Regions from separate parts of the Mus musculus genome. Here regions 1, 2, 3, 4, 5 and 6 are each linked to region 7. The links are chromatin contacts, called in public HiCAR-type and promoter capture Hi-C maps. All regions are on one chromosome and are shown on one strand. The core of a region is the stretch at or near the end of the contact, and the rest is flanking DNA. Distances in the headings are between cores, read along the strand shown. Region 1 holds the start of Gle1 (GLE1 RNA export mediator (yeast)). Region 2 holds the start of Wdr34 (WD repeat domain 34). Region 3 holds the start of Set (SET nuclear oncogene). Region 4 holds the start of Kyat1 (kynurenine aminotransferase 1). Region 5 holds the start of Zer1 (zyg-11 related, cell cycle regulator). Region 6 holds the start of Spout1 (SPOUT domain containing methyltransferase 1). Region 7 holds the start of Swi5 (SWI5 recombination repair homolog (yeast)).

The links. Promoter capture Hi-C pulls out the DNA fragments that hold promoters and counts their contacts. HiCAR-type assays count read pairs that join an accessible place to other places.
Region 1: a contact with region 7 is called in a promoter capture Hi-C map of liver, with 5 times the contacts expected there. The contact joins the promoter of Gle1 here to the promoter of Swi5 in region 7. A contact is called at or near these places in 1 of 39 promoter capture datasets (liver), 1 of 484 Hi-C or Micro-C datasets (B cells) and 1 of 115 datasets of contacts at active chromatin or transcription factors (astrocytes).
Region 2: a contact with region 7 is called in a HiCAR-type map of astrocytes, with 6 times the contacts expected there. The contact joins the promoter of Wdr34 here to the promoter of Swi5 in region 7.
Region 3: a contact with region 7 is called in a promoter capture Hi-C map of liver, with 6 times the contacts expected there. The contact joins the promoter of Set here to the promoter of Swi5 in region 7. A contact is called at or near these places in 2 of 39 promoter capture datasets (liver and pre-B cells) and 1 of 115 datasets of contacts at active chromatin or transcription factors (embryonic forebrain).
Region 4: a contact with region 7 is called in a promoter capture Hi-C map of liver, with 4 times the contacts expected there. The contact joins the promoter of Kyat1 here to the promoter of Swi5 in region 7. A contact is called at or near these places in 4 of 39 promoter capture datasets (cranial neural crest, liver and maxillary cranial neural crest).
Region 5: a contact with region 7 is called in a promoter capture Hi-C map of liver, with 4 times the contacts expected there. The contact joins the promoter of Zer1 here to the promoter of Swi5 in region 7. A contact is called at or near these places in 4 of 39 promoter capture datasets (hippocampal neurons, liver and pre-B cells).
Region 6: a contact with region 7 is called in a promoter capture Hi-C map of liver, with 5 times the contacts expected there. The contact joins the promoter of Spout1 here to the promoter of Swi5 in region 7. A contact is called at or near these places in 1 of 39 promoter capture datasets (liver), 1 of 484 Hi-C or Micro-C datasets (B cells) and 1 of 9 other capture datasets (adipose tissue).

What each region holds. Positions count from the first base shown.
Region 1 is chr2:29,934,106-29,937,315 of GRCm38.p6, forward strand. It overlaps Gle1 (GLE1 RNA export mediator (yeast)), which reads left to right and starts at 1,304. Exons shown (of 16, transcript NM_028923.3): 1 at 1,304-1,493; 2 at 1,905-2,132. The coding sequence starts at 1,395.
Region 2 is chr2:30,047,346-30,050,450 of GRCm38.p6, forward strand. Wdr34 (WD repeat domain 34) reads right to left here and starts at 1,534. Exons shown (of 9, transcript NM_001008498.2): 1 at 1,339-1,534. The coding sequence starts at 1,524.
Region 3 is chr2:30,064,871-30,067,946 of GRCm38.p6, forward strand. Set (SET nuclear oncogene) reads left to right here and starts at 1,604. Exons shown (of 8, transcript NM_001204875.1): 1 at 1,604-2,023. The coding sequence starts at 1,951.
Region 4 is chr2:30,204,537-30,207,844 of GRCm38.p6, forward strand. Kyat1 (kynurenine aminotransferase 1) reads right to left here and starts at 1,311. Exons shown (of 13, transcript NM_001356474.1): 1 at 1,097-1,311. It overlaps Gm31201 (a long non-coding RNA gene), which reads left to right and starts at 1,313. Exons shown (of 2, transcript XR_374214.4): 1 at 1,313-1,455.
Region 5 is chr2:30,123,016-30,126,340 of GRCm38.p6, forward strand. Zer1 (zyg-11 related, cell cycle regulator) reads right to left here and starts at 1,596. Exons shown (of 16, transcript NM_001290503.1): 1 at 1,261-1,596.
Region 6 is chr2:30,177,188-30,180,346 of GRCm38.p6, forward strand. Spout1 (SPOUT domain containing methyltransferase 1) reads right to left here and starts at 1,272. Exons shown (of 12, transcript NM_172660.4): 1 at 1,203-1,272; 2 at 733-778; 3 at 406-534; 4 at 136-295. The coding sequence starts at 1,238.
Region 7 is chr2:32,286,583-32,289,549 of GRCm38.p6, forward strand. It overlaps Swi5 (SWI5 recombination repair homolog (yeast)), which reads right to left and starts at 1,487. Exons shown (of 5, transcript NM_175190.5): 1 at 1,304-1,487; 2 at 1,015-1,063. Golga2 (golgi autoantigen, golgin subfamily a, 2) reads left to right here and starts at 1,744. Exons shown (of 26, transcript NM_001080968.2): 1 at 1,744-1,814. The coding sequence starts at 1,767.

The DNA.
Region 1 (3,210 bases), core at 54-2,553, 2.4 Mb before region 7:
GATAGTCAAATCATGAGCCTATGGCGGCCATTCTCATTCAGGTAACTATAGCATCTCAGCCACTCTCACCCAAGTCCAAAATTCCAGAGATTGGCGCTGGAGAGAGTTCACTGGTTAACTACTGGTTGTGCGAGGGGAAGCATCCATCCAGGACACAGAGGAAAGAACCTTGACTTTATCAAGGTGGGCTGGAGAAATGCAGCTAAGGTGCTGACCACATTTGTGGTCACATCCACCAGCAACAGTCCAGCTCCTTTGACATTCGATTCCTCTGGTCTTAGAAGGCACCTACGGTAATCACATGCACATTTTCATACATGTTGAAAATAAATATACCTTTTCCTGAGAGCCAGGGTCCTACCATATAGCTCTGGGTGGCTCAGAACTCATGTAGACCAGCCTTGTCTTCAACTCAGATCCCCTGCCTCTGCCTCTCATGTGCCAAGACTGAAGGCATGCACCACCATGCCTTGGCTCCTACACAATTTCTCAATAAAAAAAAAAAAAAGTTGTCAAATGTAGACCACCACATGCATGTGTGGGTATGTAATTTCGATTCTATTTTCTGAACTAGTGTAAGCTGTGCACCACAGTGTTGAGCTGTAGAACTGTTTGGATTGGGGTCCATTCCTGGGAAGTTTTTTTCCTAGCTAGGCCTTTTCCTGGCTGTCCTGGAACTTACTCTGTAGACCAGGCTGGCCTGGAACTCAAGAGATCTGCTTGCCTCTGCCTCCTGAGTGCTGGGATTTAAGTTATGTAACGCTTCACCCAGATCATTCTTGGGGGACTCTTGTATTAACGTTTGTAAAATATTTTATTAGAAGTCCAAAGATTTTTTTTTTAGTAAAAAAAGTATGTATGTATGTATGTATGTATGTATGTATGTATGTATGTATGATGTGCGTGCGTAGAGTAAAAGTCCACAAAGAGGGCAATGGAACCGTCTGAGTTGGAGTTTCTGTTGTGAGCTATCATGGGGTGTTGGAAAATGAACCAGGCTCCACCACAAGGACAGTAAGGACTGTTAACGCCCGAACAGAAAAAATACTGCTTGTTCTCTTGAGGTTCTTATCCACCTCAAACCGCTGTCACGGACTCATGAGCAGTAGATGGGTCAAAAACCGCAGAGCATCACCCTGGCAATTGTGACTGCGAGAAATTACATTGAGATTCAGATCCACGTAGGCTCGCTAGTTTAGCCTCAATCCCGCATTCTTGCTCTGGCCAGGGGGCGGCGCTCACTAGTGGGCGGGGCGCTGCTGACGGACAGGTTCTGCGACCGTTACGGAGAGGCTGCGCCGGATGTGGGGCGGACACCCCGGAAGCGGAAGGCGGCGCCACCTCGGCGGCGGATTCGAGGGTTTGTTGTCAGTCGTGTCAGCTGGTGACATGCCATGCCGTCCGATGGTCGCTGCTGGGAAACTCTGAGGGCGCTCCGCAACACCAGCAAAGGCCGCCTGCGCTACGACCGCGAGTGGCTGCTGCGCTACGAGGTGAGCGGCGGCCCGCGGCCCGCGTTTAGCAGGCTCCCTAGTGACCGCGGTGGAGGACCGGGAGTGGGAACGGGACGGGACGGGCTGCGATCCTTTTTTTTTTTATCTTCTGTATTAACTTATTTGCTTGGGCCTTCAGCTGTTAAGCATCACATGTAATAATGTCTTATACTTACCAATGGACATACAAATAGGGTTAACCGTGCCGGGCATAGTGGCGCACGCCTTTAATCCCAGCACTTGGGAGGCAGAGGCAGGCAGATTTCTGAGTTCGAGACCAGCCTGGTCTACAGAGTGAGTTCCAGGACAGCCAGGGATGCCCAGAGAAACCCTGCCTCGAAAAACCAAAAAGAGAAAACAACAACAAGAAGAACAAAAACAAATAAATAGGCTTAACCTTCTTCTCTTTAGGATGTTTTGGAAGAATGCATGTCTCTTCCCAAACTGTCTTCTTACTCTGGATGGGTGGTAGATCACATCCTACCCAACACCTCAGGCCACACGCAAGAGAGTGCTCCTTCTTCTGATAATTCACCATCCTCTGGATCTGCATCTGGCTTGTACCAATCCTCACTACTAAAATCTCCTGTCAGAAGTAGCCCACAATCCCCGTCACCCTCATCACCAAATGGAACCCAGGTAAGGCTTAATTTGCTTAAGACAAAAGACTTGTTGGCTGCAAGGTTGAAATGTTTAGTCACATGACAGTGACTTGGGGGAGACGATTTGTTTCCCATATCATCGTATCATCCACTGTTGGTATGCGTGTATGCGCATGTGTGTGGAGGCCAGAAATCAACTTTAGGTCTTGAGTCTCAGAGGCCTCATCTTGGGTTGTGAGGCAAGTGTCCCTCATTGGCCTGGAGCTCATCAATTAGGATTAACTGGCCAGTAGTCCCAGAAATCATCCTGTCTCTTCTTCTCTAGTGCTGGAACTCTTTTTTTTTTTTTTTTTAAGATTTATTTATTTATTATATGTAAGTACACTGTAGCTGTCCTCAGACACTCCAGAAGAGGGAGTCAGATCTCATTATGGATGGTTGTGAGCCACCATGTGGTTGCTGGGATTTGAACTCCTGACCTTCGGAAGAGCAGTCGGGTGCTCTTACCCACTGAGCCATCTCACCAGCCCTAGTGCTGGAACTCTTAAGTGCATGCCACCATGCCATTTTTATAAGGATCATTAGAGTCAAACCTTAGGCCTTCCCTGCTTGTACTTTACCCATTAATCTATCTCCCCAGCACAGAAGAAACACCAGTTTATTAAAGAGAAGCAGTGTAACACCAGGTGTGGTGGTGCACACCTTTAAGTGCAGCACTTGGAAGGCAGAGGCAGGTGGGGTCCTGTGAATTCAAGACCATCCTGGTCTACAGAGCAACTTCTAGGCCAGCCAGGGCTACATAATGAAACTCTGTCTTTAAAACAAACAAACAAACAAAGAAACGAAAGTTTTGTGCTTCTTAGCCTTTTGGGGAAGATGGAATGTAAATGAGTTAGGGCCAGGAATGGGGAGAGAGAGAGAGAGAGAGAGGAACAACATAGCAAAGTTGATGTCATAATACACAGCGTTCCCTGTTGACTGTTCTCATTGGCAGCATGAACCTGGGAGAGCAGGGCGTAAAAAACGAGGAAGACTGATGTCTCATATGATAACTAACTTTACTCAGAGATTCAGATAACTTATACTCTGAGGGAAAAGTCACCTGGGTACTGTAT
Region 2 (3,105 bases), core at 284-2,783, 2.2 Mb before region 7:
CACGGAGAAGGGCCTGGAACACAGAGCAGATCAGGGCATAAGACCATAGGCCCACAAGGCTCAAGACAAGACTGCAGGCACCACTGGGGCTTGGGTTGGAGGCAGACTGGTCAACAGCAGTCTTCGTTTGTGAGTTCTTCAAGACTTTACTTGACCTGTCTCTACTTACCCATTTTGGCCTAACCTGGGACCACTCTCCCTTTTCCTCAAGGATTCTCCAGCCCCTTCCAACACCTCAAACAAATGTGCTGACCCCAGCTCCAGAGTCGGCCAGTGCTCACGCTTGATCTGGTCTTCTCAAATGCCACTCAACATCCATTTTTCCAACAGTTCCTCAGCCCTGCTCTGTCGGTAACATGACACACCGATGTGGCATTACAGTACATTGTCTACATACATGGCTTACTGTAATCCTTGCAACCACCGGGAAAGCAGCTATCTCCAGGTTCCCTGCTGATGAATCCCTAACACACCAGTTGGTCAGCATCAGGCCTCCGTTATCTCATTATTTGTATGTTTTTGGGTTACACTAGAAAACCATAGCAGGGCAGTGGTGAGAGAGGCCTTTAATTCCAGCAATCTCTGAGTTCAAGGCCAGCCTAGTTTCCAGAGCAAGTTTCAAGACATCCAGGGCACACAGTGAAACTCATGTCTCACAAAAACAAAAGCAAACAAACAAACAAAAGAACAACAACAAAGGAACATAGAAAACCGTTCAAGCTAGCCCTCAAGGTATCTGACCATTTCAAACACCAATAATGTCAAGTTGAAATGCCTAAAAACTGCTATTCACAAAAAAAAAAAAAAAAAAAAAAACTTCCAAAAATGGCTCAGCTGGTAAGGGCACTTAGCCAAGCATGACACCCTGAGTTGGATTCCCAGGCCCCTCGTGGTGCAAAGAAATAACAACCTTGTGTAAAGTTCTCCTCTGACCTCCACAGGCGCTGTGACACGTGCACGATCCACCATGTAAATTAACTACATGTCATTTAACGACAGCATGGGACCCCTAAGAGTTCTGTTGTCCTGGTTTGCTTTTGTTGTTGTTTGTTTTCGTTGGTTGGTTTCTTTCTCCTCAGAGACCGAAAAAAAGGCTAACGCGAAAGCATCTGTGAGTTTTTTCATTAAAACATGAAAACACGCGGACCAGTGGTGGCGCACGCCTTTCGTCCCAGCACTTGGGAGGCAGAGGCAGGCGGATCTCTGAGTTCCAGGACAGCTAGGGATGGATACTCAGAGAAACCCTGTCTCGAAAAAACAAAAACAAAAAAGCCGTGAAAACACAACGCTGCGCCAGGCCTTCCCGCCCGCGCTGCCATAGCGGGCCCGCGCCCTCACCGTCTCCCCGCGGATCCCCTGGACGCTCCTCCACTGCGAGGGCACGGACGCCACGCCCAGGGTCTCATCCTGAAGAGGCGCAGGCCGCCCTCGCCGTTCGGCGCCGCCAGCCCCGCCAGCAGCCAGGGCAGCAGCTCCAGCGCTTCCAACGCGCCGAAAAGGCCTGGGCGACGCGCACATTGCCATGGCGACGGTCCCGCCCTCTCGCGCCTGCGCCCTGGAACGTGACCTTAGCGGGTTCGCCCCCCACAAACGGAAGTCCGACGAGAGGAAGTGAAGCTGTGGGCGCCGTTTTTGAACTGGTTACAGCATCGTCTTTAAGGCCCAGAAGAAAAATAATGAAAATGTTTATCAGCCAATACAACAAAACCGCAGCGATTTGGGATTGCCCTATGCCCAGAGGCCATTTGGGGGTCCGGAACAGCTCTTCGTGGTATAAGGAAAAGAGCGGAAGTGAGGCGTGGGCTCCAGGTTCAAAGATGGCGCTGAGCGGCCGGGCGCAGAGGCAGGACCGCCGCAGGCCTAGTGGGCCATGCTGGTCCGGAGAACCGGCCGGGCTGGAAGCAGCCGACTACTCCAGAACTGTACTTTGCGCCATTTGAGTTGGCATCATTTCCAATGAATGGAATGAAATAGATCATACACAGATCGAACGTGGGATTGAATGGATGGGAGGCCTAATAATAAATTTACATAAACAATAAAATAAAATGCTTGTTAAATTAAAATTCGAGACTAACCACAGGAGAAGTTGATCTCAATGATAGATGGCCCCAGGTTCAGTCCTCAACACACACGAAATGTTAACTACAAGTTAGTGCGTGCCTATAGTGTGTCAAGCCAAGCACCCAAAGGCTTATGTTTGTTTGGGTTTTTTTGTTTGTTTCTTTTGTTTTTCGAGACAGGGTTTGTCGGTATAGCCCTGGCTGTCCTGGAACTCACTTTGTAGATCAGGCTGGCCTTGAACTCAGAAATCCGCCTGCCTCTGCCTCCCGAGTGCTGGGATTAATTAAACGCGTGCGCCACCACTGCCGGCAGAGGCTTAGAAATGAGTGTTTATCTTATTAAATCCTTAGCCTTCCGTGTGCTTGCTTGTTAGTTAGCTGGTTTGCTTTTTGAAGTGCTGGGGTTGAACCCCGGGCTTTCTGCATGCCAGCTCCTATGTTCTACCAATGAACTACCCCTATAGCTCAATTGTTATTACTCCTGTGCCTCTTACAGTCAGATATGGAATCGTCCAAAGTCACCCAGTAAGATCTTACAGGTGGCTTGCCTGATCCCCCAAACCAAGCCTGGAGCCTCTAGACAACCATCTGCTAGTTTAGGCCTCTGGGTCTATTTCCTCTTTTCTGAGACTAGGAAGCCTGCCGTGGTCCTGTTCTCAGTGCACCACCCAGGGACAGGATGCCCCTCAGCAGAGCAGCCAAGGCCAGGAAGGCCGATTAGATTAGCAGCACTGGGAGGGATAATAAAAAGCCATAGAAAAGTCTTCCTAACAAGGACTGCTTTGCAAACATCACCAAGGATTCCAAAAATCATACTCAGAGCTCAAAGATTAAGAACACTGGCTGCTTGCTTTTCCAAGACACTCAGGTTCACTTCCCAGGACCCTCGTGGCAGCTAATAACTGTCTGCAAGTCCAGTTCCAGGGAGATTTGACACTCTTTCCGGCCTCTGAAAGCCCTAGACATGCACTTGACGTGCAGTCACACATGCAGGCAAAACATCCATAAACATAAAAATAATAAGATATAATTTTTTTAATCA
Region 3 (3,076 bases), core at 354-2,853, 2.2 Mb before region 7:
GCTCTAGCCCTTTTACTTTTAGACACTTAGACACTGTAGCCCAGGCTAGCCTCTGCCTCAGCCTAAGTCCTTGTTTTGTTTGTGGAATTTCTTTGCTACTGTGTGCCAGGACCTCACAGGGCTATCAGGAATCATTCCTGGTGAAGGCATCACCTGAGTTTTAGCAAATGTTAGTCACAGTTTATAGCTCTCCTTTTTGTCAGACCGTTCCCTCTTTAAGAAGCCTGTCCACAGTTGCCTGTGTTGGAGGTCTCTAGGCTTGGGAGCTGTGTGGGTTAGAGGTCCTTAGAGGTTGTCGCCAGATTTAAGCTTACCAATTGCAACAGATGAGTGCAATTAATTCACCGACTTGAGCATAAGGTGCACCACCAGGAAGGCCTAGCTGAATTTCCTGGAGTTGAGATGGAAACTTGGAGGAGCACATTTGTATTCTCTCACCATGGACTGTATATATATATATATATATATATATATATATATATATATATATATATATATATATATATGATGTATTTTACATTTATTGTCTACCCACCATGAATGACTTGACTTAAAGCCACATTGCTTTATGTATAAGAGCTGATAATAAAACGGGAATACTGAGAGTATGGATAGTTCAAGCTCTAGTGGTAGAGGAACCAGGTAGAGAGCTTTCTGGATTTCCAGGACCACGTGTTGGGATCCAGGTAGACAGAGAACTATCTTTTCAAGTCCTGAAAAACAGTGTTTAACCATTAAATCCCTCCGACATAGTGCTTAAGGACTTTTTAATAATCTAAAGCTGTTTTTGTTTGTTTGTTTGTTTGTTTTACTGTTTTAGCCTTTGACTTTTAAACATTTCCCCATTTGTCATCACCAAAAATGTGCTTCCCTCACCACTGAGATCAGGACACCTGTACGAAGTTGAGCAGAAGGACCTGTGGCAGAAAGGTCCTTCCTACAGTCAGAGAACTTTCCTGTGGTTCTTTTGAGTGTGAATATGTAACAGATTTTTAAAAATTCAGAACCGAGGGCAGAGGCTTGAATTGGCCCATGCATAAACCCGGTCCCGCGTGTAAACTGGATAGAGGAACTGCTTGCGTGTGGCTCTGCACAGCAGCCTAGAGTTTGAGTCCCCAGCTTCTCCATCTAGAAAAAAATGAAGGTGCCCGGGTGCAGAACTCAGGCGCCTGATTGTAGCCAGGGTACTCCTAAGGCCTGTACTTTTGAGGGGCTGCGCGCGCCCCCTCTCCAGAGCCCCCAGCCGCCCCGCTAAGGGAAGCCACTGAGCCACCACGTGATGGAGTATTGGGGAACGGAGGCCCCGCCTCTCAAGTCACCGCGCGGCGCGCAAATGTCCCGGGTCGGCTGGAGAAGGGGAGAGCGGGGGAGGGGAGCACCGCGCGGGGGCAGGACCATGCGTCGCTGAGCCGCTTCCTCCCGCCTCTCGTCCAGGCCCCAGTGTCCCCACCGCCGCCGCCGCCACCCGCCACGGCCCCGCCCCCTGCCCCGCGGCCGCGGCCAATCGCTGTACGGCGCGAGCCTCTCCGGCCGGGGGCGGGACTTGCGCAGGCCCGGCGCGCCTGCGCTCTGCGGCCTGCCCCTCGCCGGGAAGAGGAGGAGGTGGTGGTGGAGGAGGTGGAGGAGGAGGAGGAGGCGGCTCAGGGCAATCCAGAAGCGAGCCGGAGCGCGGGGCGCGAGTCGAGGAGCCCAGCCGAGCCGCCGCCGCCTCCCCGCCTTCAGCGAGAGCCCCGGCCGGGGGCTCGCCACAACGCGCCCGGGCCTGCCTCCGCGTCAGGCCCCGCGGGCAGTGCCAGGCAGCCAGGGGGAGGGCAGGCAAGTGAGCGCCGGGAGGAGGCGGCCGGAGCGAGCGGGCGCCGCGCGTGTGGCGTGAGGGGAAGCCGCTGGCCGCCCCCTTGGCCGTCCCTTCGCTCCCCCTCCCCGCTCCCCGCCCCGATCGCGGAGGGCACCATGTCTGCGCCGACGGCCAAAGCCAGTAAAAAGGAGCTCAACTCCAATCACGACGGGGCCGACGAGACCTCAGGTGAGGACCGGGCGCGGCGGGGGCCCGGCCGCGCCGCCATCTTTCGGCCCGGACCGCGGGGCTGCGGGGGGCGCGCGGGGGCCGGAGAGCCGGCGCCTTTTTTGTGTGCGGCCCGGGACCGGGGGGCCGGGGTGGCGCCGTGGCGGTGAGCGGTGCGGCCGAGGCGGGGGCGCTGCGGCCTGCGCGGCGGGCGGAGACCCCCCCTTCCCCCCGCCCGCGCTCTCCTCCCCCTCCCTCCCTCCCGAGAAGCCTCTCTTTATTGTGCTCCGCCATGATGCCTCGCTCCCATCAGCCGCCACCGCCGCCACATGGTGCGGCCGGACGCAGCCTTGCGGCCGGGCCTCTAGTGCCGCCCTGCTTCCCGCCCTGAGCCGGCGCTACCGCGGAACCGGGAACCGGGGTTTGGGGCGGGGTAGGGGCGCGGAGCCGGCGGGAGGATGCTCCAGGCTGCGCGGGTTGCGCACCCCACGTGGGGCAGCCACACTCGGGCGCGCCGGGGGTGCGAGGAATCTGGCCCCGAGGCCGTATGATGCAGGGGCTTCAGGGGCCTTTAGGACGCCTAGCCCTCGCCTGGAGGGTCGTTTCGAGCCCAGGACAGCTGCAGAGCCCGGGCTGGTTACCGGAAATGAGACGCGCGATCGGGCCCCTTCACGCCCACTTGGCTTTGTAAAAGCCTTCACAACCCTCGGACAAAAGGGCACGAAATAGGAGCACACCCCCTCTCCTTTTTATGGCTCCAAGTTTTTGAGTAGGGTTTTCCCACGAAGTGTCCTGAAATACTGCACGGCCGTATATGATGACCAATCTCATCAAGAATGGGTTGAAGGAGTAAGGTCAGGTTTACATTCTAAGTCTGAGAAGACGACTCCGGGAAGTTTGGTGACTAACTGGTCTTTGTCGGTGTATATTGATAATCATAACAAATTGAGAGCACTTTAAATTTTTTTAAAGCAGTTATAACAGTTGATAGTATCCTAATTTGTTTTATGGCCATGGACTAGTTTCCACACTAAGTGGCAGCTGGCACTGGCACCCTTTCTCTTACAATTGTAT
Region 4 (3,308 bases), core at 61-2,560, 2.1 Mb before region 7:
CCATATGGTGGCTCACAACCATCTGTAATGCAATCTGATGCCTTCTTCTGAAGACAGCTACAGTGTACTTAGATATAATAATAAATAAATCTTAAAAAAAAAAGTTTTCAGCACAGGAACTGACTGCCAGGTTGTCTGTTGCTCTCACAGAAACATAGGGTGGAAACAGTGTCCTGTTGGCTGTGAGACCCTGAGCTCCCTACTAGGTCGACTACACAGGAGATCCAAAAATTAGTGCTAAGGCTCCCAGGAAGCAGAGGGAGAGACCTGGTGTCTTCAAACCCTCCTGCGGGTGGGAGGGGAGTGAACATCTGTGGGAATCCTTTTCCAAACTCTGTGCCTCACCCATTGGTAAACAGAACTGGTGTGTATAAAACGGTGAACCCACCAGCGGGGCCACCTGGTGTCTACCATTGTGGTCACATTTGTTCATAGATGATACTCCAGGTCTATGGAGGACTGTAAGCCTTGGAGTCCACCTACGCGGGACAGCCCTGTTCTCTTTCGTTCACCCTCTCTTTCAGCCTCTTTCAGCCCCATTTTTCCTGCAGGTCATGTGGCATGTCTGTGATATGCCTGGTAGAACATGGGTTTTGCACATCTGACCATAGCAGGCTTCAGTAGGACTGAAGGCTATTCTTTCTGTCCCATTAACTTAAAAAATATTATTATTATTATTATTATTATTATTATTATTTTAACCTAAGTTATCTTGGAAGTTGTCCCACATTAGTACATGAATCCAATTGCCGTGCAGCCCGGGAACCGACAGAACCCAGAAGGACCCACAGAGACTATTGGCGCTAGCTCTGCAGGCAATTCTCCGTTAGCGCAGTCTGCATCTTCTTGGCCAGGACTACCTTGGGAGAGTGGACGTGGGTGCAGAGAGAACTAGTCTAACTGGTTCTGTGACTGAGTGTAGAGCTGCCAAGACCGCGTGTGCAAGTTTTTCTCAGGGGATAGATCCTTCTTTCAGAGAAGCTACACATCACATACAAACAGGAGCACATGGATCAAAGAGCTACAGCACTCGCAAACCTTAGCTAACTTCAACACACGATCTAGATGAAACCCCGCACGGCAACCAGGAACTGACCTGCTTCAGCAAACAATAGCGCTGCTCTGTCCAATAACCCGCGACCCCAAACGTATTCCCAAGGTTGCAGAAGTCTGTTCCTTTAAAGAGGCCGAGCCCTAGATGGGCTACTTCCGCCCAGATGCAGCTTAGCTCAAGAGAACTGTCAGAAGCAGTGCGAAGCTCTGTGTGCCCTTTAAAGACTGGGCGACAGCCTAGGATCCCCAAGCATTTGCGCTCGGTGACATCACTTCCGGGGCGGAGACCTAAGAAGCGGTACAAACAAAACAAGGAGCCAAAGACCCACGGCGCGACTGGCTGTGGGTAGCCAGACCCAGGACTAGGGCTGCCTGCGTGGCGGCCGAGAACAGCGGGCCTTGGTGAGTGGGTCGAGTATGGAAAGGGACGCGCTGTCACCTCCCTGAATCCAATGACGCGGGCCCGACCTCCGCTCGCACCTCTCACCCGAGTTTCCGCCGCGGTCCCTGCAGATCCACGCCCCTCCGCGCACGTGCACCTTCCCAGAGGTTCCACCCGGGCTCCCCTAGTACTTGGTGCCGAACTCTTTCCTTGAACCCCTCCCTCTTTCTGATCTGCGGGACTATTCCCTGGTCTTTGGAATCTCAGGCTGGAAAAGACCGATTCTCCTATTGGTTTAGCCCGTCGCATGTATGCATTGGGCAGGAGTGACAGATCTAGGGAGGTGAGGTTGGAAGAGCTGGAGGTCAGCAATGACGCGTCCAGGCTGAAGGAACACAGCTTGGGAAGCCAGGGGACAATGAAATTGGAAGCTAAATTGAGAAGGAAAGAATGGAGGACCTGAAAGTTTCAAAGACCTTCTGCCTTGGAAAGGTGGCAGCAAAACCTTCAACCCCTGCTGACTGTTCTGCTCTCTGGAGCACACAGACTAGCAGACAGCGCAGGAGGAAGGGCAGGAGGTCTGCTTCTTGTGCTGGGGACGGAGGATAAGGAGGATAAGAGTATGTTCCGAGGCTTGGGACAGTGGAAGTGACCTGGCCACACAGTTGGTGAAGGTTAGGTTCCCCTGTGGCAGTCCAGGGGAAGCAGGGACTGGAGGCTAGTGTTGTGAGGAGATACTGGGGTGGCTTGACTCCCTGCTTTCCCAGTTCCATAGCTTGTTTGGGTTTTGGGTGTTGACTCTGGACCTTCTTGTCTCCCAGGGTCTGTAGAGGACAAGGCAGGAGACCAAGAGACGTTTGTGACCCACCACCTCCCCAGTGGTTTTCGTCTGCTGAGGACACCTGCTACAGAGCAGTTTCGTTACACTTCAGTGGCCTTTGTAGAGAGTGGGGGCTTCTGGGATTGCCCTGTGAATCAGGAATCCGGGCAGGTGGCTGGGTTTTTGACTTGCTGCTTGAAGGAGCTTCAAGGGAGGAAGCAAAAATGATTGCAGGTTTTGTGGGGGGACCGCAGAGGAACCTAGGTGGGATACATATACTAACCTCTTTGCCATCCCTGGGCTCTTTCACCTGCCCTGTCTTTATGGTTGGCCTTGGACTGGGACTTATGTTGGGAAATGTGTCCTTGGCCTCCTCAGCACTGCAGTCTGAGAGGAGACAGACATCAGGAATAGAAGCTGAGGGTTGAGCATTGTTAGGACAGCCCCATGGTAGTCCAGAGGAGAAGGTACCCACATGGACGATGTTGCCTGAGGTACACTTCCGGAAGTGGGATCCTGGAGGAGCAGGCGAGCCTGCAGCCTCAGTTCTGGCTCTTTAACCATGAACAAGTAGTGGCTCAGTTTCAGCCAGGTGTCTGGATCCCGGCTGAGGAGACAGTGCAGAGGTGGCCTGGACAGCGTCTGCACCTTTCTGGCTCTAGGTGCTTTACTGCTAGACACCCGTGTTGGCTTCTGTGTTCTTGTATTGACCTCCTGGCACAAATTGACCCCACCCCCAGGTGTGACATGTTCTAGATCCCTCTTAGACCCATTCAGGTCCCAGCAAGTGTCACCCCATTCCCAGTGACCTCCTGACAGTACTTTGGCTTTCCCTGTGGCTGGGCCACACTCCCAACTCAGACTGCTTTTGCTGTCCCTTCCAAGTCTCCAGTGGGATCTACACTTGTCTCTGGGTGAAGTGACGAATAGATTGCTGCCTGTGCGGTGTCTCACTAAGTATTTGCTTACTCTGGAGAGTGTACCACTGATTTTAAGTGGAAGTCCTTGTATGGCCTGGTCCTCCCTGACACTCCTTTCTTGTTCCTTCTCTCC
Region 5 (3,325 bases), core at 346-2,845, 2.2 Mb before region 7:
CTACAGATGGAAAGACCGAGGCAGAAGGTCACCTGCTCACATTCTAACTACGAGGAAACAGTAATGTGACATGACTTTCCCGCAGAAATCTCTTTTAATTTCTGCCATGGATGTTCAGTACAGACAGCAAGAGGGCACTTAAAACACAGGGCTGAAGTACATTGGTCATTTGTCACCTCAGACAATTGATTCTTCTCCAACATTTCAAAAATTACAAATCAACCCTGCATCACAAGCCAGTCCCTAATATGTTCCCTGCGGTTATTTCTTCTCACTTGATTTCCTTGCCACCCACTCTGCCTCCTTCATTCAGACCCAAGCGGGTTCTCTTGCCACCACAGGATCTTTGCGCCTGCTGCTGAATGCTGAGCCCCCAGAAAGCTGTAATGACTTTCTACCTCACTCATCTCTGCTCAGACAGAAACCTCATTAGAGACCTTCCCTGACCATTCTATACAGAGGTCCCAGTCTCTGCTTCGTGACACCTATTACTATCAAACATGTTGTACGTTTATTTACTGAATAAGGCAAAGCACATCGACCCTTCATACCTAACAAGAACCTCTTGGTCAAAGCATAGCTTCTGTGACCCCCCTTTCAATGCTATCTCCACCGGTCACTCTAACTTGAAGCCTGTAGAGAACCATTCTGTCAGAAACATCATTGAGTTAGCTTTTCCCAGGCATTAGGCACCACTACCCCCAACCCTCTGCTCCCCCTCCCGTCTCTGTCATACACACAAGGCACAAGCAAACCCGGGGAAGCTTTGACTGGTTAAAGAGCAGCTAAATCTACCCAGAGCTAGCCAGAGCGGTCAGTTTTAGTTTCACCTCACCTATGGGAGCCATTGATCTTCAGCAAGCCCACCCGCTCTTTTCCGACCCTGTTGCACTATCTTGTACCTTGGCATCGCATTTTGGGAGCTGATCCAGGAGCCAAGCCATCCCTAAGCTTTTAAGTAGCACGGCTTCGGGGGTTGGGAGAAGACCTAAACTCATCCAACAGGTAGGAGGGGCAGAGGCTGGCCTCCTAAGCCCTACGTTGAGCCCCCATTTTGCAAGGGCGAGCGTCGTTCTCATTCTAGAGAGAGCTCAATTTTCAAGGCAAAATCCTCAGACCTGGGTGGCAGGCGACGAGCGCCATCCCACCACTAGCCTGTGGTGGACCTCTGCAAGGAGTCGCAGCGACAATGCTTAGACCCTGAGACAGGGTGAAGAAAAGGATGCAGGTACGTCTCTTGGCTCGGCATTTAGGACGTACCCTAGGAGGGGGCGGCCCTCAACGGGGAGACAGGATGCTTCGCAGGCTTACAAGCGGAGGCTGCGGCCCGGGGGAATCGGCGGCCAAAGCGCCGCAGGAGGTCGGATCCGGTCCGGGTCCGGGTCGGCGGGGCGGGGCGGGGCAGGGCGGGAATGCTGCGACCGGAGCCCCGGACGGAGGCCGTTCCCTTGCCCTCGGGCCGCCGGCTGCTTGGCTCCGGGCCCAGCCCCTCCCCCCGATCCTGTTCCGAAGGCTTGGAGAGCCTGTGGCTGCGGGTGTGCTGTCAACAAAGCGTCACTTCCGGGCCGCCCCTTAGCAGCAGAGGAGGGGTTCTCTCGTCTTGTCCCGCCGCGAACGTGGGCGGAGGCGGCTGAAGGTTCCGGGTTCTCTGGGCTGCTCCTGCCCAAGCTGAGGCCCCAGTCTCCACGTTAGCTTCCAGGGTTCCTTCTAGCGAGGGGCTAACTCGCAGGAGCAGGTTCAGGACAGGATTGACTCCATCTTACCTAGTTAGTGCTGACTCACCCGGTGCCCAACCCGACGTCTTTTGGGCGGTCTCTAAGCAGCCACCACATTGCCCCTCAAAATGTGCTCCTCCTTCTTTCCTTCACGAAAAGGGCCATTCACCCAGGAGCTGTCAGATAGCAGGAGTGAGGCTGTTCTTGGCCACTGCGTTTTCTTCTAGTCACCAAGGATCTCTTAACAGTTGTTTCTCTCTTCCTCCAATAGTGCCCTACTGTCCATCATTTTATCTTTCAAAAATATTATTTTAATTATGTACATAAGTGTATATGTGCTTATGCACGTGACGGCAGCTGCCTGCTGAGGACAATAGCCCCGGAGCCCATGAAGCTGAAGTTACAGGTAGTTGTAAGCCCCACAAACGTAGGAACCGAACAAGCTCTCTGGTCTATACTTCCTTTTCATTTTAAGATTTTTTTCCCATTTATTTATATGTGTGCATGCATATGCACATGTGCAGGAGATCAGAGCACTGTTGGCTGGAGAGGGTTCTCTACACCAGCCACGTTGGTTTCAGGGATCAAATTCAGTCCTCACCATGCTTGTACCAAGCACCCTTACATGCTGGGCCATCTCACTGGCCCCATCACCATTTCTTCTCTTGATTTCTACCATAGCCTCCGAACACAAATCCCTTCGTTCCTTCTGCAGTCTCACAATCAGGGCATCCAGACTTTTCATCTACCTTCTCTCCTTACCCAGTCCCTCAGTAAATTGTTTCCTTCTGGTCTCCTGTCCAGAACGTTCACAGTTGAAATCAGTGTGGGCTCTTTGCATCTCTGTCATTCTAAGCTCAAACAATCAGGCAGTAGGCTTAAACATTTTTCTTACTGCCCTCCACATCTGGTAAACTAACAACACTTTTTGCTTAAGGAATGCCCTGGAGTGAGGTTAGAGAGAAAGAAGGGAGGGGATGTGGAGGCTCAAACCCAGGTCCTGTGGCAGACAGGAATTCTATCATTGAGCGCGCGCACACACACACACAAAATACTATACATACACCTTAATCTTAGCACTCAGGAAGCAGAGATAGGCAGATTCCGTTAGTTTAAGCTAGTTCCATGACAGCCAAAACTACACAAAATAACCATGTCTCTAAAACAAAAAACAAAACAAGAAAAGGAGAAAAAATAAAAGAAAAGAGAAAGTAGATACCTTAAGTAGGAAGGTAAATAACTCAAAATAGGTTCAGGAAGTCCCTGAAACTAACCAGATTCACTAAGACCCTCCCTGCCAGAGAAAAGAATAAAAAGTTGAGAGTTCTTAGTCAAGCTGAGCTGCAAAGAAGATACTGAGACCAGACCAGCTACATGTAAGAAGAGGAAACAAGCTGAGCTGCCTATGAGAGATTTAGACCACAGTCAGGTGGAAAGTACATTTCCCAGTCTGTTTAGCTCTCTGCAGACTATGCTCTGTGCTATAGGTTTCCAGCTTTTCTGAACTGTCATCTTCGCAGAGATGTGCCTTGGTCATGCCACTGTCTTTGAGTCATTTCTGTTCCTGTAAGTAATACCAATAAAACTCACTAGCTCACCAAACTGGACTG
Region 6 (3,159 bases), core at 22-2,521, 2.1 Mb before region 7:
TAGCACCAAGGGTGAGAAAAAGTGAGTCTGCAGCTGCCTTTGAGAGCTCCTTCCAGGCAGCCAGGCAGGTGACAAGGAGCAGGACAAAGCCATGGCCACCCCTGCTGGTCCTCCCCACTCCCCAGAGACTCTCACTTGGTATCTTGGCCCTCCTCATCGAACACCACAATCTCATCCACACAGAAGATGGTGCAGGCTCTGGCGATCTGGCCAGCCAGGTAGGTGCGGAGCTCAGGTGACTGGGCATTGTCCAGGATGGAGCCTGGCAGGGCCACACTCAGAGTGTAAGGCCGTCCTAGCAGGGACAGGGGATGTTCCTGTCAGCCTGACAGGCTGTGGACCTTCCCTCCCTTGCATGTCCCCATGGCTCAGAGATTCAACTTACCTCACGACCCAGCTGCTTACCTTGGTTGCTCCTCTGGGCCGCCGCCTCTTCCTCCTCTTCCTGGCGTTTAGCCTCTTCCTCTTGGGCACGCTGCCGCTCCAGTTTCTTCATTATCTTGAGGTCCTTCCACTTCTTTTTCTCCTCTTTTTCTGGAGAATTATTGGAGGGAAAGGACTTGACATGGGGAGGAGAGTTCCTTCTCGCTGGGCTAGCCTAGGCTCTGGAGAGGCTGCCACCACTCACTTGGATACACTGAGACCCAAAGAGGGCTCGTCGGGCCATTAGCTGGTTTGTGGAAAGGGAGGGCTCAGTGCGCTTGCCCAACCCGGCCTCAGCTTTTTACTTACTCTGCTGTTTCCATTTTCGCCATTCAACCCTTTGGCCATGTTCACCCTGCAAGTAAGGAGGAAGATTGAGAGGCTGACCGGTCACACATAGGAGGGGCGCATCCCATCGGGCCTCCCGCCATCTGACTCTCTCAAACCAGGGTAGAAGTACACAGGGACTCGCCGTGCACAAAGCCTGGGATCAGATCCGGGAAGCTGAGGAATGAATCCCCATTGGGCAAAAGAAGAAACCGAGACAAGGGGAAGACAGGTATGGCCATAAAGTCGCCCTAGGAATCAGAAAATAAGCCAGGAGAGGACTCAAGACACCGTCGCCCCGCGAATGAATGTAGATCGGACCAGCTAACTCTGCAAGCTCAGGCTACGGGAGAGGGGCGAGGGGAGAGGAGAGAGCAGAAGACCCGGGCCGACACCACTGTGACACGCTGCAGATTCCAGGCCTAGCCCGGAACCCATCGGTCCGCACATACCGGACCACACGGACGCTTCCTCGGGCGCTCCGCCATGTTTCCAGGCCCACCGCGCGCCTGCCAGTTAGCCTCGCCTCTTCCGGCCACACCTCCGCGGAGCTGCCCAATCAGAGGCCCAGCGGAGAGTGGGGCGTGTCCTGGGTGCCAGGCTGAGGCGGAGCTCAGAAACGCCACGTGCGAGTGCGGAGGCTGCTGCGTTGGTACCCTGTCTCCAGGGCAACGAGTTCGCAGCACTACGCTGTCCGAACCCAGTAAGGCTCATGTGCCGCCCTTTCCATTGTTAGGTACCCTGGTGATATTTAGCTTCCATGTTTTATGTAAGGGCACCCTATTGGAAATTACAAAAGACTACCTTTATCCAGTTCATTTGCACTTTCTTTTTATTTATCCATTCAGTTTCCTGGGACTCCAGCTAAGGCCCGACGCGTGCTAAATTTAGTGCTCCACCAGTGAGCTATATTCCCAGCCTCGTCCAGACTTTATTCTTTTGGTTTTTTAAAAAGATTTATTTATTATTATACATAAGTACACTGTAGCTGTCTTCAGACGTGCCAGAAGAGGGCATCAGATCTCATTACGGATGGTTGTGAGCCACCATGTGGTTGCTGGGATTTGAACTCAGGACCTTTGGAAGAGCAATTGGTGCTCTTACCCGCTGAGCCATCTTGCCAGCCCCAGACTTTATTCTTTATCAGTTTAATTCATTTGTTTGCATGTAGTACTTTAAATTTTTTAAAAAAGAAATTGATACAGGGTCTTACTATGTAGCTTGGACTGACCTCAAACTCAATCTTCCATCAACCACCTGAGTGCTGTGATTGATTGATTGATTGATTTTTGGCAGCCCTGGATCAAATCCAAGGTCTCCAGCATGCAAATCACTGATCAACATTCTGTGTCTACTTTAAAATCATTTTAAGTAAAGAATGAGAAGATAGGACTGAAAGAAGTCCCTGCAGAAGACTTTTAGCTGCTGCTATAATAGCAGCCATTGTATCTGGCATGAATTCCAGAGGGATTGTACCTAGGGTTTGAAGAAGCCTTTTGTAAAGTTATTGATTGTTGTCTGAGGTTTTATGGGGTTGCTCTTCCAAGGATTCTCAGAGCCTTTGCATAACTTAGTCCTGAGACATACCTGACAAACCAGGATGTCTCCTGGGACTTGCTTAGGTATGCCTGGGAATGTAGGTTATGCCTGAGTATTGCTTAGGTAGGGTTCCTTCAGAGAAGCCTAGATAAGGTAGCAGGTTTTGGTATACAGAAATTGACTTGCTACAAGTACCTTTTGTGTAACAGTAAGGAGGGTCTGCAAAATGGTAAATATGTGAAGTTCAATGCCTGAGAGGATGAGCCCCTGCTGCTGAGAAGCCTAACAGGTCCTGCAGTGTCTCCTTTTCTTTGCTCTCCTGTATAACCCAGAACACCAACAGGTTCCTCCCCAAAAAACTTTTCTGCCTGATAGTTTTATATTAACTTTTTGTTGTTGTTTTTGAAACAGGCCTTAATATATAGCCCTGGCTGTCCTGGAACTTACTATGTAAACCAGGATGCCCTCAAACTCAGAGATCCTCCTGCGTGTGCCGAGCAAGTGCTGGGATTAAAGACTTGTGCCACCACGCCCACCCGGCTTGTATTAACATTTTACAATGATCCGATACTTTGTTACAGTTGAGGAACAATCCTGACACATTATTACCGCCAACTACAGTTTACATCACTCTTTTAGTCATACTTTCTTTTTGTCTGTTTTGCTTGCTTTGGTTTGTTTTTTTGAGATAATGTCCATCCTCCTGCCTTATCCTCCCAGGAGCTGAAATTACAGGTGTGGGGCACCCTGCTGTGTGAATTTTGACTTTATTTATATGAGTGTTTTGTCTGTATGTATGTGTGTGCACCAGAGTCTTGCCTGGTGCCTGAGGAGGCAAATGGATCCCCTGGGACTGAAATTATAGTAGAT
Region 7 (2,967 bases), core at 237-2,736:
CTTTTTTCTCCGAGTCCCCATAATTTATCCTGGCTCTCTAGCATTTTGAGTTGCTAAGGCAGGAGGATGAAGAGTATTAAACTAGTGTGGGACCACAAAAGGGCATCCTTGAATACAGCCTGAGTCTGGGACCAGCCTGCCTCCATCTGAGGCTTAAAAGCCATCTTATTAAGTACAAAATACACTCAATCCTCTTTATGATTAAACCTGCTTCTCAAGGAATTGGGCTATGCCCCACCTAAAACCTTAACTTCAAATGGTTCTGCATGGCCTGTTACAGGGATGGCAGTCTTGTCTTTGTTCCAAAAAGTTGTTTATAACCATCTTGCAACCCCACCTTTGTTTCAAAAGGAAGACCTTGTTCTGCCCATCTTGCAATCATGTCTTTGAGGAGGTCATTTGGACTAACGGGTATGCTTATGTTCTGCCTCTGTAACCCCACCAAGTCCCCATTTAGAAACCCCCTACCCCTGAACTCTAAAAAGCCTTGTCGTCCTCAATCCGAGGCTGACTTTTCGAGCTCCGCCTTAGGGACCCGTTTACACGAATTAAAATGTTTGCTTTAACCAACTGTTTGCTTTGAGTTGGCCACTATGATTTGGGTCTTTCTCCTCTAATCTTTGGTATTGACAACTGTCTCAAAGGGAAGGGGTATAAAAAAAAAAGAAATTACTAAAAAGAAGCGAATCATCTAAAAGAGTACTTTAAAAATTCATCTTTTGAGGATGAGAAATGAATAACTTTGAGTTTTGGGGGTGGCATTGGGAGTGGTCAGCATAAAGATGCACATATTTCTTGACTGGGGAACCATGCAGGGACTGGTGGCAGGCTGGGTGAGGGGACAAAGCAACGAGCAAGAGCGGTTGGAGAAGCGTAGGCATCGGGCAGGTAGGACTGGGAGGGGAGGAACCCATGTCTGAGAAAGGAAAGAGAAGGAGTGGAATTAGGAAAGGGCTAAGCTTGGAGGCGACCGGCGGGTGCTGGGATGCAGAGGGGTGGGGCTGATATACTCACCGGTGATCGGTAGCCGCCATGGTAAAGTCGGCTGAATTCTGACTCACCCCTGGGGAGGAACCCGAGAAAAAGGCTGATGAGGATGGGGTTACCGAGGGGGCGCGGGAGCCGCAGCTGCAAGAGGTTGGGTCGGGACCCAGCTACTGGGATGGGGTGGGGGTCTTTGGGGTCGGGGTGCGCATCGTGGGAAGGGGAAAGTGTGGAGAACGGGTTACGGAGAGGCCTGGTGAGGAGGCGTGAGGGGTCGGGCAAGGGCTGGAAAACGAAGCGCGGCGCGCTCCTCACCCACCTCCTGAACCCTAAGGTCCGGGGCACCCGGAGTGGGGTGGGCTTAAACTCGGAAGGGTCCAGGGTTGGGGTTAAACGGCTGCTTCAGGGAACTAGAAACCGACGACGGAGACCACCAACCGCCCCACGTCAGGCTGCGCACGCACCAAGTTAAAGCGGTTCCGCCCCTGCTTCCCATAGGCCGCTGTGAGGGGTCATGGCTGCGCGCGCAGCTCTCGTCGTTAACTCCACCCGTCGCTCAGGCCTCGCGACCGCGTGGCCACGCCTCCCTGTCGTTCATCGTTCTCATCAGCCAATGGGCTTGGAGAAGGTAGGTCACGCTGGGTTTCCGAGCGTCCAAGGGGCGCTCTGCACCCGCCTTCTCTGGCCCTTGTAGAGAAGCCGTAGCTTCCGGAAGCAGTTTCGCGGTGGCTGCCGGGATCGTGGTGATGTGGCCCCCCCGCTTCCCCCCTCCCCGCCCCGGGATGTCGGAAGAAACCAGGCAGAGCAAATTGGCTGCGGCCAAGAAAAAGGTAAAGCGCTCCGGGTCGCGGCCCCTTGACCCCACCCGAGCTCCTCCAACGGCAGGACCCATGACCAGAGTCCGAGTCTTTCCCGAGACACACGGGTAGAAGAACCCCTCAGCGCCCTGGGCTCCCCCAGTGAAGTCTTCTCAGCCAGCCCCGCCCCCTCAGCAACCCAGCCCCCGCCCTCTCAGTCGCCCCTAGGTGACTTTGGTCAGTGACACAGGGTCTCTTAGCCCCCGGCTCCGGACGCTCCAATCCAGACCTCCCAGGGCACCTGTCTCCAAGGTCCTCGGTCCTGGCCCTGTAGGCGACTCGGGCGTTGGTAGTATGGAGTGGAATGTAGTTACGTCACAGTCCCCCCTCGAAACTGTCATTACTACTCCGAGTCTGGTTTGGATTGCTCCACCTGCTCACCTAATGTTGTTGCCCCTTTTCCCGTTTCTCTGGTGGAGAACCCATTTCCACCTGGAAGGGAGCCCAAGTGTGGAATCTAGTGCGGAGACGCTGTAGGCGCCCGCATTCCCTTAACTTAGCATTAGTGTGAGCACAACACTGTCAGCACCCCTTGCTGACATGGATTGGTTTGGTTTGGATTTGGTTGTCTGCTCTCTAGAGAGACTGTAATCTCTCTGGAGCAAAACGCATGTTATAGTGTTGATCAGTGTCTTGGGGAACTGAACTTAACTTAAAATTCAGCCAGAATGTCTTTTCCAACTGGGGTGGTGAGAAGCACGGGATGCGGGTGAGGCATCTCACGGGAAACATCACTTTCCCATGCTTCTTTTGAGAGAAAAAAACCATAAAAGTCTGGTTTGGCATTTTCATAGATTTGTAGAGACTTCTCTCTGCGATGACAAGGGCTGTGCCCTTTCTGTTCCCATGTTCACTAAAGCCGTGGCTTCACGGTTTCTGCCCTTCTGTCATGTTGTAAACTTAGGAAGCAGGTTTAGGAAGTACTGCGGTGTACCTTTAGTATGTGTTGCTAAAACGGCCCCAGTGGAGTTAGGAGTGGAGCTGAGTTGTTAGGGTGTTTGTTTAGTATATACAAGGGCCTGTTCAGTACTCAGCGTAGTTTGCAAGAGTGGTGGCCTACCATGTATGAGGCTCTGGCTTGGATCCTGCAATGGCATTAGCTGGGCAGAGCAATGCATGCCTCTAA